Linked DNA regions of Mus musculus: regions 1 and 2 are each linked to region 3. A link is a contact called in public Hi-C and promoter capture Hi-C data. All regions are on one chromosome and are shown on one strand. The core of a region is the stretch at or near the end of the contact, and the rest is flanking DNA. Distances in the headings are between cores, read along the strand shown. Region 1 overlaps Dgkg (diacylglycerol kinase, gamma). Region 2 overlaps Dgkg (diacylglycerol kinase, gamma). Region 3 holds the start of Dgkg (diacylglycerol kinase, gamma).

Region 1 (3,045 bases), core at 265-2,764, 67 kb after region 3:
AGCATAGACAATTAATTTGGGAGGTGGCTTGTAAAAGAATAGCAAAGAGAGACTGAATGCTTTGCTTGATATTTATAATTATTGTATTAATTTTGAAGAAGAGAACTTTATAAGTTACTCTTATTCTAAGATGAATGCTTTTCAAAGTCATCACAGCCAAGGAAACAGAATCTTACCTTCATCTAACGTCTGTGCCACCCTCCAAGCAGAACCTTTCTTCATTGAAACAGTTGATGAATAACTTCATGGATAGACCATCTCAATACTCACACCATTTCTTAAACAAATGTAACCTGTTCCCTGTTGGCTGAGAATGATGACAATCACTCAAATCAAATAGCTTTGACCATAGCAGGAAATCTGTATTCAAAAATCGTGCCTACAATTCATTCCTTGGCGCAGAACTGTCAACTCTTAGCTTAGCTACTATAGAGTTAAAATCCTTTGGTGATGTGAGGGACATTGAAGTACAGCCTTATTACAATGAACTCAAATGTCCAAAAATTGTTCTTATTTTGGGTTTTTATCACAGTATGAACCAAGATTTTAAGCTCTACTAAAAACAAAACAAACAAACAAAAATACTTCATCTATTTATGTTCATTAAAAAAACTAATAGTGAAATACTATTTTAAAATATCATACAGTTAATATATTTGGAGTTATCTAAAATTTATATTGAGAAAAACATATGTATTTTCAGTATTGCTGTAGACAAGCATCTACATAAGGCTGTTCAATTGATTGTTTTATATCAAGCAACTTTTAAAATACTCATTTTTATTGCTATAATATTTTATAAATTTTAAAGAATATGATAAAAAACAAAAGGTGTGGCAGGTATTGAAGGGGGGTCTCTGGGAGGAGTTGGGGTACAAAAGGGAAAGAAGAATGTGATGAAAATCTATTTACTTCAAATATGTTTTTAAATGTTAACAAATTCAGATAAATTGAAATTATGTAAAAAGAAATCAGCCAGTATTAGAGAGGTATGATAATGTACTGATAACTAGGACTTGAGTGGTATTTCCCAAAAGAAGAATAAACAATTTACTGAGAGAAAGAAAGAAAGAAAGAAAGAAAGAAAGAAAGAAAGAAAGAAGGAAGGAAGGAAGGAAGGAAGGAAGGAAAGAAAGAAAGAAAGAAAGAAAGAAAGAAAGAAAGAAAGAAAGAAAGAAAGAAAGAAAGAAAGAAAGAAAGAAAAAGGAAGGGAGAAAGGGAGAAAATGACCTGCAAACACCTGGTCCTCTGGGACTTGCGGGTGAAGCTTCCTTTCTGTATTTTGTAGGCTCCATCTTGGTCTCTTCCTGGGCCCTCTTTAGGTTAGAGACCTCTCATCTCCTCCACTGTTGTTATGAATAATAGCTGACTCCTTTCTTACAGCCTACAGGACCGGTAGGCCTTCTTCTTTCTCAGCTCTGTTGTCTTGAGACCAGGGCTCCCTTCCAGCATGTGGCTCTTTGGTTCTCTGAAGAGTGTGTGGTAATACTGACTTCCCCGGCAGGCAGTGCTGCAGAGGGAGGCTTCCTCCACCTTTGTCTGTGTCATCAGCACTTACTGCCTGTTGACCTCATGGGACCTACGTTGGTTTGCCCCATGGGCAGTACTGTCTTTATCCCACGGTCAGTTGCTTCCTGTGTGTCGTACATCTTACTGGGTAGAAGAGATTTCTGGTAGACATGAAAGTAACAAAGCTGAGGAAAGAAAAGAACAAAGTACTCAGAGAACAGAATTCACATAGTGAAGTTAAAACCCCAGTGTCCTTACTGACAACGGACTTTATATTTTCTGATCTAGGGGGCAGAGTATGGGGGAAACTTTTCCTCATGGAGCATAGAGCAAGTGGCTTCCTGTATTTTCTTGGTAGTTAAAGTTTCCTAGTTTCTGAAAATGAAAACTCAGTAGACTTTTTCTCTTGGATGTCAATCTCTTCATTTGTCATAAGGTATATTCGTGGAAAATCATGAGCTACCACATCCTTGCATGGGTCTAGAGACTGACCTACCTGGGACAGTGAAGGAATGAAAATGAAGAAATGACAGACACAGGGATGCAGAGAAGCTGATTAGGGGTCTAGGCTGTGATGGAGAAGCCACGGCATGCCTGGAAGCTCAGCAGAGTGATCATTCTATACACTTGAACAGGGAGGTGGGGTCATTGAATCAGATAAAAAAAGGAGACAGGACTATTATATACAGCTGAACAAGAGGGGCTTCACTAACTCAATAGAAGCAGTCTCTATAGAGGAGCAGTCTTCAAGCAGTTAACATGGTGGGAGGAGCTACCGAGATCATTTCCTGCACACGTCATCATTCATCCATGGACCAGAGGAAGCCTTCGCCTTCCCCCTGAGCCTCACCTGGGGAAGGCTTTGCCACTTCCATGGGTGCGAGACATTGGTCTTTTGACATGGCTGGCTCATGCCAACAACATACATCCACTGAGGACACTGTGCTCACGCAAGTCTTCCAAAGTTCCCCACTAAGAAAGGGTTTGGATATGGTGGAAGCCCATCCAGAATTGGGTCTGCAAGTTAAGCATTTAGAGCAGTGTGGTAAATGATTTTTTCGTTCACTGTGTTATTGCCAGGACTCACTGCCATCTTTCCTGGAAATTCCAAAAAAAAAAATGAATAAACTTTCTGCAAGGAAATAAAGTCTTAAATGAATCAAAATGAAGCTATCCCTAGAACATAACTGCAGACTGGATTTCTGTGGCCACATTACACAATGTCTGTTAATTCCATTCTCCAAGCCACCCATAGAACATTCTCACCTCAACCTGGAGGAGGATGGGGCCATAGGGTGGATGATCGTTACTGGCATGGAAGGTCCCTGGATGTTCCCCTTTTGTCTTTCAGAATCAAAAACAACTAAGACACAAGCACCATCTAAAGAACTAGAGGCTGCAGCCCCATGGGAAGACCCAGGTGCTCTGGCTTCAAGCTCAGATGCTCCCGTAGTGTACCTGAAGGATGTCGTGTGTTACTTGTCCCTGATGGAGACCGGGCGACCTCAGGATAAGCTAGAATGTAAGTGCTCACCT
Region 2 (2,979 bases), core at 329-2,828, 84 kb after region 3:
GCACCCAAAGCTCTCCTGGCCTCTAGGTGGGGCTGCGTGCTGAGTCTAGAACTAGATTGCCCTTAAAACTGGGGGCCAGCTCATCTGCACTGCAGCTGAGGAATGGGAACTGAGAGATGGCTAGAAGGTGGAAGACCTCCTGGGAGGAAGGCTCGCCACAGGACTCCTCATATGCATGCCCCATAACCACTGCATGCCTCACTCCCCATACACATGCTCCATGCCCATGCCTGGCTTCCACCAGGGCACACAGTGGGCCTCCTATGCTCAGCCCTCTCTCGTTATCTGACACAGAGAGCAGGGTGACATGGCTGAGGGGCCCGGTAGAGCACATCCACAACCCTGTGAGCCTGCAGGGGCAACCCAAGTCTCTCACCATTTCTTCAGACCCCAGACAGGCTGAAGAAAGCAACGCAGTGTTGGGGCAACCAACCCTGAGTCCATAGACCGGGCTGTAGGTCCCTGGGTGGCTACTCACAGTTGGAACCCGGAGCCAGTCATTCACTTCTCTGAAGCCTCTACTTGTCCCTCTGCAAAATGGAAACAATAATCTCAGTGGCATAGTCTGTGTAACCATGTAGAATTCAAGTTCACAAAGTGACTTCTTTGTCTACCTCACTGATGCGGCTGAATTTGAGAAGCTACAAATCAAGTGTGATGTGTGTTTTGGAGCAATAAATTAGTAAAGTTATTCTGGGTGAATAGTGCCACACAATTTGGCTGCTAAGAAATTTAAAGCACTTATTCTTGTTTAATGCAAATATGGATTATATCATGTAAATATTTCATGTGTTTCTAATATAACATTTGAACTTGAGCATTTTGAGATATGCCCCCTCTTTCCCACATCTTCCTGCGGTGCTTCAGGACACCTTGGTGGGAAATTTTGAGTTCTATGGGATTCCAGGAGGAGAGATCTGAGTGTGGAGGCTCCCAGGCAATGGCTCAGAGGTTCATGATTTTGTTAGCATTATGCATACAAACACCACCACCACCACCACCACCACCACTATCCCGCCCTGCCCTGGTGACATTTCCCAGCCAGGTAGCTCAGCACCCGGGGCGACATTCCTTCATTCAGAGTGCGGGATGGGCACTAAGATTTCTAGAGTCCTCAGGTGATTGCAACAGCCCACTGAGGAGGCAAAGGGAAAGGAAGTAAGTTAACCATGGAAGTGCACCACAGAAGCCTCCCAGATGTGCAGTTCAGTGTATCCCAGAGGTGCCTCATGCTGTTGTCTAAAGAGGAGGGGCCAGAGACTCAGACAGGTCCAGAAACTGGCCAAAAGTTAGCATGCTGTGACGTGCAAAGTCGGTGACTCCCGCGGAGCCCTCCGGCTTCCACTGCACCACACTGCCTCCCGGAAAGGGGCCCACAAGAGGACAAGTCTCGACAGCGAGTTCTACGAGACAGGGATGCAGTTGAGCTGCAGCTTAGATGCTTGCCTGCTGGGGTGAGAGCTGGGACAGGCAAAATGGAACCACCGGTCTAACCTGTTTTGCTTAGCTTAGCGGTGATCAGGCAGGTGGAGCTCTGCATCCAATAAGCTTCCACACTGAGGAAACAGGGCCCTCTGGGCTCCTCGCGCCGCCCACTTCTTTGTAGCCCTGGGCCCAGGGGCGTGATTCCACTGCCTTCCCTGGTATCCTTCCCTTCCCTCCCACAGGTGATGCAGCATGCGTGGGTGGAAGGGAACTCCTCCGTCAAGTGTGACCGGTGCCACAAAAGTATCAAGTGCTACCAGAGTGTCACCGCGCGGCACTGCGTGTGGTGCCGGATGACGGTGGGTCGGTGCCCAGGGAGGCCCTACTTCTTTTCAGTGTGGGTTTTGTTCGAGCTGTAGCCTGGGGTAGTGAACATCCCTCCGGAGGCAAGTGCAGTGCAGAGTGAAGGGCTGAGGCTAGCCCAGAACCCCCCCGGACCCATTCGAGCCTCTCAGCCGCCAATGACTCCTCAAGTTGCCCGAGAAAGAAGTTAGCCAACCTGCTGCCTTCCTACCGTTCAATTACTGGAGAGGGATTAAATCCTAGAAAGCCCCCTCTAACCTTAGAGTTAGACTTTGGCCCAAAGGCACTTTCCTCTCAGCAGCACTCTCCCTTGCCCAGGGGCCTGGTCTTGCTACTGCCAAGCTCGTGCCAGAGTTCACAACCATTCTCAACGTGACAGGTGCCTCAGAACTGCCCAAACTTCCTCCCAAAGCCAATTCCAGGCTGTGTACCCCTGGCTAGGTATCAGCCCTAAAGGGGAGGCTCCTCCAAGCCAGACAAAGCGCCTCTCGCGATGCAGGGGTTCTGTTGTTGGTTTCCTCCAGCCTCCCACGGGTTTCTCAGAGGTAGCTGTCCTTCAGAATTTCTAACCCAGAGATCCAGAGACAGGGATATAGAACCACTCAGGGTGCCACATTCGAAGCACAGCTCTAGATGTCATTTCTGTGCCCCTGGGAGACATGCTACATGTTCACACATACTCAACAAACCTGCCAAAGCCAAAGGCAGCAGTGCTCCGAGACGCAGGGGCACGGGACAGCTCGCTTCCCCAGAAAAATCTCGACACACCGCCTTCCTACCCGGTGTCTCCTTGGTCACTTCTGCTCATCCTCACCTTCATTTTTCTCTCCAGTTTCACCGCAAATGTGAATTATCGACAGTGTGCGACGGTGGGGAACTCAAAGACCACATTTTGCTGCCTACCTCCATATGCCCCGTCTCCGGAGTAAGTGGTCCTGCCCCCACCAGGGCTCTGGCTTTTCCAGGTTCAGGGGTCAGAGACGGACAACATTTACCACTTTACCCCACCAATTCCCAGGGTGTTTGCTTTGGTGAGTGATTAAAAGAAGTTAGTGCTATGCCGGTCAGACTGAACTAGAAAGCTCTGACACAGCAGTTTCCGACCGCTGCTTCCAGGTGTTCAGAGCATCCCTTCTAAGCATCCTTGAGGCAGAGCCCAGCTCAAACAGCCACCTGCACTTGGCCAGGTTT
Region 3 (3,020 bases), core at 463-2,962:
ATACAGTAAGATTACAGCTCAATGGAGATGGTGTATACAGTAAGCCTATGCCCAGTGAAGATGTATACAGTAGGCCCATGCTTGGTGAACATATATACATTAAGCCTATGCTCAAGGAAGATGTATACAGTAGGCCTGTGTTCTGTGAGTATGTGTACAGTAAGCCTGTGCTTGGGCCTGCCTTTTTAAAAGACAAGACACTAACATTTCTAAGCCCTTTCTGTCTTTCCATTCCTCTTTTCTCCCAGGTGAGGTCCATGACGGGAGTCAGTGCGAAGTGCCTGAAAAGATAGCAGGAACTTTAATAAATATTCTCGGAATGAGTAAGTCAGTACCTGACATGGAAACAAGAAGATGAAGGACAAACTCACACACGTGTTACAGAACACCCTCACACCAAGTGTGTCAGCCTGGCTGAGGGCAGCTCTGAGAAGCTACCCAGGGGCCCTGGATCAAAGAATGGATTGTGGATGAAGTGTGAGCACAGGGTATCATCCATCCATCCATTGGCTTTGCCCTTATCATCATGCGGAAGGAAGTGTAAGAGCTCTCAGGACTTCTGTTCTGTCTTGGTTCCATCACCCCCTGCTAGTGGCCAGGGATGAGTTAACCACTGGGTCTTTCAGTGCTTTTCAACAGTCACGTCTGCAGCTTCCTCCCCAGATGCCTAGACACACAGTCCCCTGCTCCTCTGCGTTCCGAAAAAAAAGCTTTTCTTGGCTGCAGTTCCACACAGGGACCTCCACTGCCCACTGGCAGAAGAGAATTCTTGGCTGTGGAAACGGGTGAACTCCACATATTTTACAGATGAGAGTAAACTCCTGGTGACTCTAAATGTGGTGTGAAACTGACAAAAGTCATTCTGTTGAAATAACATCGCCGCTGCTGCCACCCTACGCAGACACCCGCGTCATGGAAAGAAAAGGTCCCACAGGTCCCCGTGCCTCTGCCACTGCAGCCTCTTGGGCCTTATCCTCAATCCCACGTCATTTTCTCTAATTTTCTACTTTTCCTTTTTTTTTTCTAGTTCTCTTTTTTCTTGTGCATGTATATTTTGTTTGTTTTAGAAGTGTTTTATTTGTCCTGTAGGAAGACTACCCAATGTCATGCAAAGACAAAGGAGAAAAATCATAATCTTTAGTCCTGAGACCTTACCCATCCATCAGAGCCCCTTTCTGCTTAGCTAGATTGATCCCGACCATGTATGCCTGCAGAGGAGAAATAATCACCAATCTGCTGCCACTGGGTCAAGATTGTCAGAAATGTCCTTCTGGACGGGATCGATGACAATGGACATCAGAGACAGCGAGTTCCTAGAAAACAGAGAACTTGTTGATTTATTTTTATGTTAATATATTTTTCTTTGCTTTGGTTGGAATATTTAGGCAGCTCAGACCCCTAGGTTTCTAGGTTAAGGAACGTAAACAGCCAGAGGACATTGTATTTTTCAAGTAATGTCCTCTACCTTGATGTCAGCTGGTTTCTCACAGCCACCAACCAGCACTCTGACCAAAGCCCTGCCAGCCAGGAGTGCCCTGATCATGTACAGAGGTTCCCACCCAACGCATCCGTGGGTGTGCGAGTGTGCGCGCAGCACGTGTTTATGTGTGTGCACCAGTGTGTTTGTGGGGTGCGCGTGTGTCTGCGCGCGCGGGTGTGTGGCGGGGGCGGGCACTGCGCCCGGGGGGCAGGGCTCCGCAGCGAGAGTGGCAGCTGGACTTGCGATGCTGCGAGGGACAGGGTGCAGAGCCGCAGTGCCGTAGCGGGTAGCAGAGGCAGCCTTCCCTTCCAGCAGCGAAGGCGGAAGACCCCGGGGCGCCAACCCTGGTGGCTGCCTGATGTCTCCGCCCCAGAGAGGGCTGCACCGGGAGATCGCCCGGGCGCCCGCTTCGGTCCCCTTCTGTCTCTCGGTTCCTCTTTCCTCCCAAGTAAGGGAATAAGCGGCTAGGAGGGAGCGCCCCCGGCAAGCGCGCAACCAAGTGTTGCATGGTGAGGTAAGACCGCGACCGCGAACCAGGGATCACCAGTTTGGGGGGACCCGGCAGCAACTTGGAGAGCCAGGGCAAAGCAAGAGTGGGTCCCGCGATAGGGAAAGGAACTGCAGACGAGGCCCCTGCGCTCATCTTGACCGCGCCACCTGCCACAAACCCTGGCCAGAGGGGATGCGCCAGTGGACTGGGCAGGGTGGGGCCCCCTCCCTATGTGGTCGGTGCAGAAGCGAAGGTGTGCAGAGGACAAGCGGCCTTGCTTCGGGCAATTTGCTGAAGCAACTGGTCAAATGCCATCCTTTCTTACGTTGACTCCAGGGTATCCAGAGCGCGGCACAGGGAACCCGAGGGCTGCGGGGAGCAGAGAATGTCTTTCTGCTGTCTGGCCGCCAGAGCCTCTGACAGTCTCGCAGGGTTCTGAGACTTTGGGACACTCCAAGTTCAAAGCCTCTAGGGTGGTGGGTTTAGAGAGAAGCTGAAGAGAATACAGACACCTTGGCAAATAAAAGGGGTAGCGTCGTGGGAATCTAATATCGGCCTGTTTCTTTTGGGTCACAAGACCTGTCTGTGTTGGTATCTCTATAAGGGAACCTCCAGAATTACCTGTGGGGCTGTGAGGCCGTGGGACATACACGAGAACTCCTCAAGACCCCCGCACACATATCTCCTGATGTCTCTTTCTTCAGAACTAGTGAACTAGAATTTGAGGAGGGGGCTGTGGAGCTCGTAAAAGCCCTACAGGTGATTCAGGGGCTCTGCCTCCATCCCTGCTGTGGACAGGGAAGAAAAGCACCATATGCAAGCAGTCCCGTTGTGCAATTCTGGGTAGCTAGGTAGCGGAGAGACCCCTCCCTCAGTCGCCGGGGGTGGGAGGAGGAGGGCACCAGGAGGGTCTGCTGAGGGGCCAGATGACATGTGACTGAACCACAGTGGCGTTCAAGAGTGCTGGGTGGACCTGCGGACTCACTTGTCCCGGCTGCTAGATTATCTGTCCGTGCCTCATTAGCATACGATGGCCTCCCTGTGGGGAGC

Evidence for each region. Promoter capture Hi-C pulls out the DNA fragments that hold promoters and counts their contacts. Hi-C and Micro-C count contacts between places; a contact is called where the count stands out from the background.
Region 1: a Hi-C map of ECoMG myeloid progenitors shows a contact between it and region 3, with 1.7 times the contacts expected there. The contact joins the enhancer-like site here to the promoter of Dgkg in region 3. A contact is called at or near these places in 7 of 39 promoter capture datasets (the C10 cell line, HPC-7-derived erythroid cells, the SN4741 cell line and 3 more), 10 of 484 Hi-C or Micro-C datasets (B cells, ECoMG myeloid progenitors, the HPC-5 cell line and 7 more), 2 of 115 datasets of contacts at active chromatin or transcription factors (the HPC-7 cell line and embryonic stem cells) and 4 of 9 other capture datasets (adipose tissue, embryonic stem cells, liver and 1 more).
Region 2: a promoter capture Hi-C map of stem cell-derived epiblast-like cells shows a contact between it and region 3, with 3 times the contacts expected there. The contact joins the enhancer-like site here to the promoter of Dgkg in region 3. A contact is called at or near these places in 6 of 39 promoter capture datasets (the C10 cell line, HPC-7-derived erythroid cells, cranial neural crest and 2 more), 7 of 484 Hi-C or Micro-C datasets (the AtT-20 cell line, B cells, the N1E-115 cell line and 4 more), 4 of 115 datasets of contacts at active chromatin or transcription factors (the HPC-7 cell line and embryonic stem cells) and 4 of 9 other capture datasets (adipose tissue, embryonic stem cells, liver and 1 more).

What each region holds. Positions count from the first base shown.
Region 1 is chr16:22,588,285-22,591,329 of GRCm38.p6, reverse strand. It overlaps Dgkg (diacylglycerol kinase, gamma), which reads left to right. Exons shown (of 25, transcript NM_138650.2): 6 at 2,861-3,031. It overlaps Gm41433 (a long non-coding RNA gene), which reads right to left. Exons shown (of 3, transcript XR_875952.3): 2 at 2,360-2,526; 3 at 1,176-1,694. Among named protein-coding and RNA genes, the nearest start is that of Gm41433, 5.4 kb to the right of the region's middle. Within about 2 kb of position 1,514, at least 5 of the 459 cell types and tissues checked have an H3K27ac peak or open chromatin away from gene starts, as enhancers often do. A contact at or near this core is called in ECoMG myeloid progenitors, where this site is marked.
Region 2 is chr16:22,571,405-22,574,383 of GRCm38.p6, reverse strand. Dgkg (diacylglycerol kinase, gamma) reads left to right here. Exons shown (of 25, transcript NM_138650.2): 12 at 1,668-1,784; 13 at 2,621-2,713. Among named protein-coding and RNA genes, the nearest start is that of Gm41433, 12 kb to the left of the region's middle. Within about 2 kb of position 1,578, at least 33 of the 459 cell types and tissues checked have an H3K27ac peak or open chromatin away from gene starts, as enhancers often do. A contact at or near this core is called in stem cell-derived epiblast-like cells, where this site is marked.
Region 3 is chr16:22,655,923-22,658,942 of GRCm38.p6, reverse strand. It overlaps Dgkg (diacylglycerol kinase, gamma), which reads left to right and starts at 1,712. Exons shown (of 25, transcript NM_138650.2): 1 at 1,712-1,994.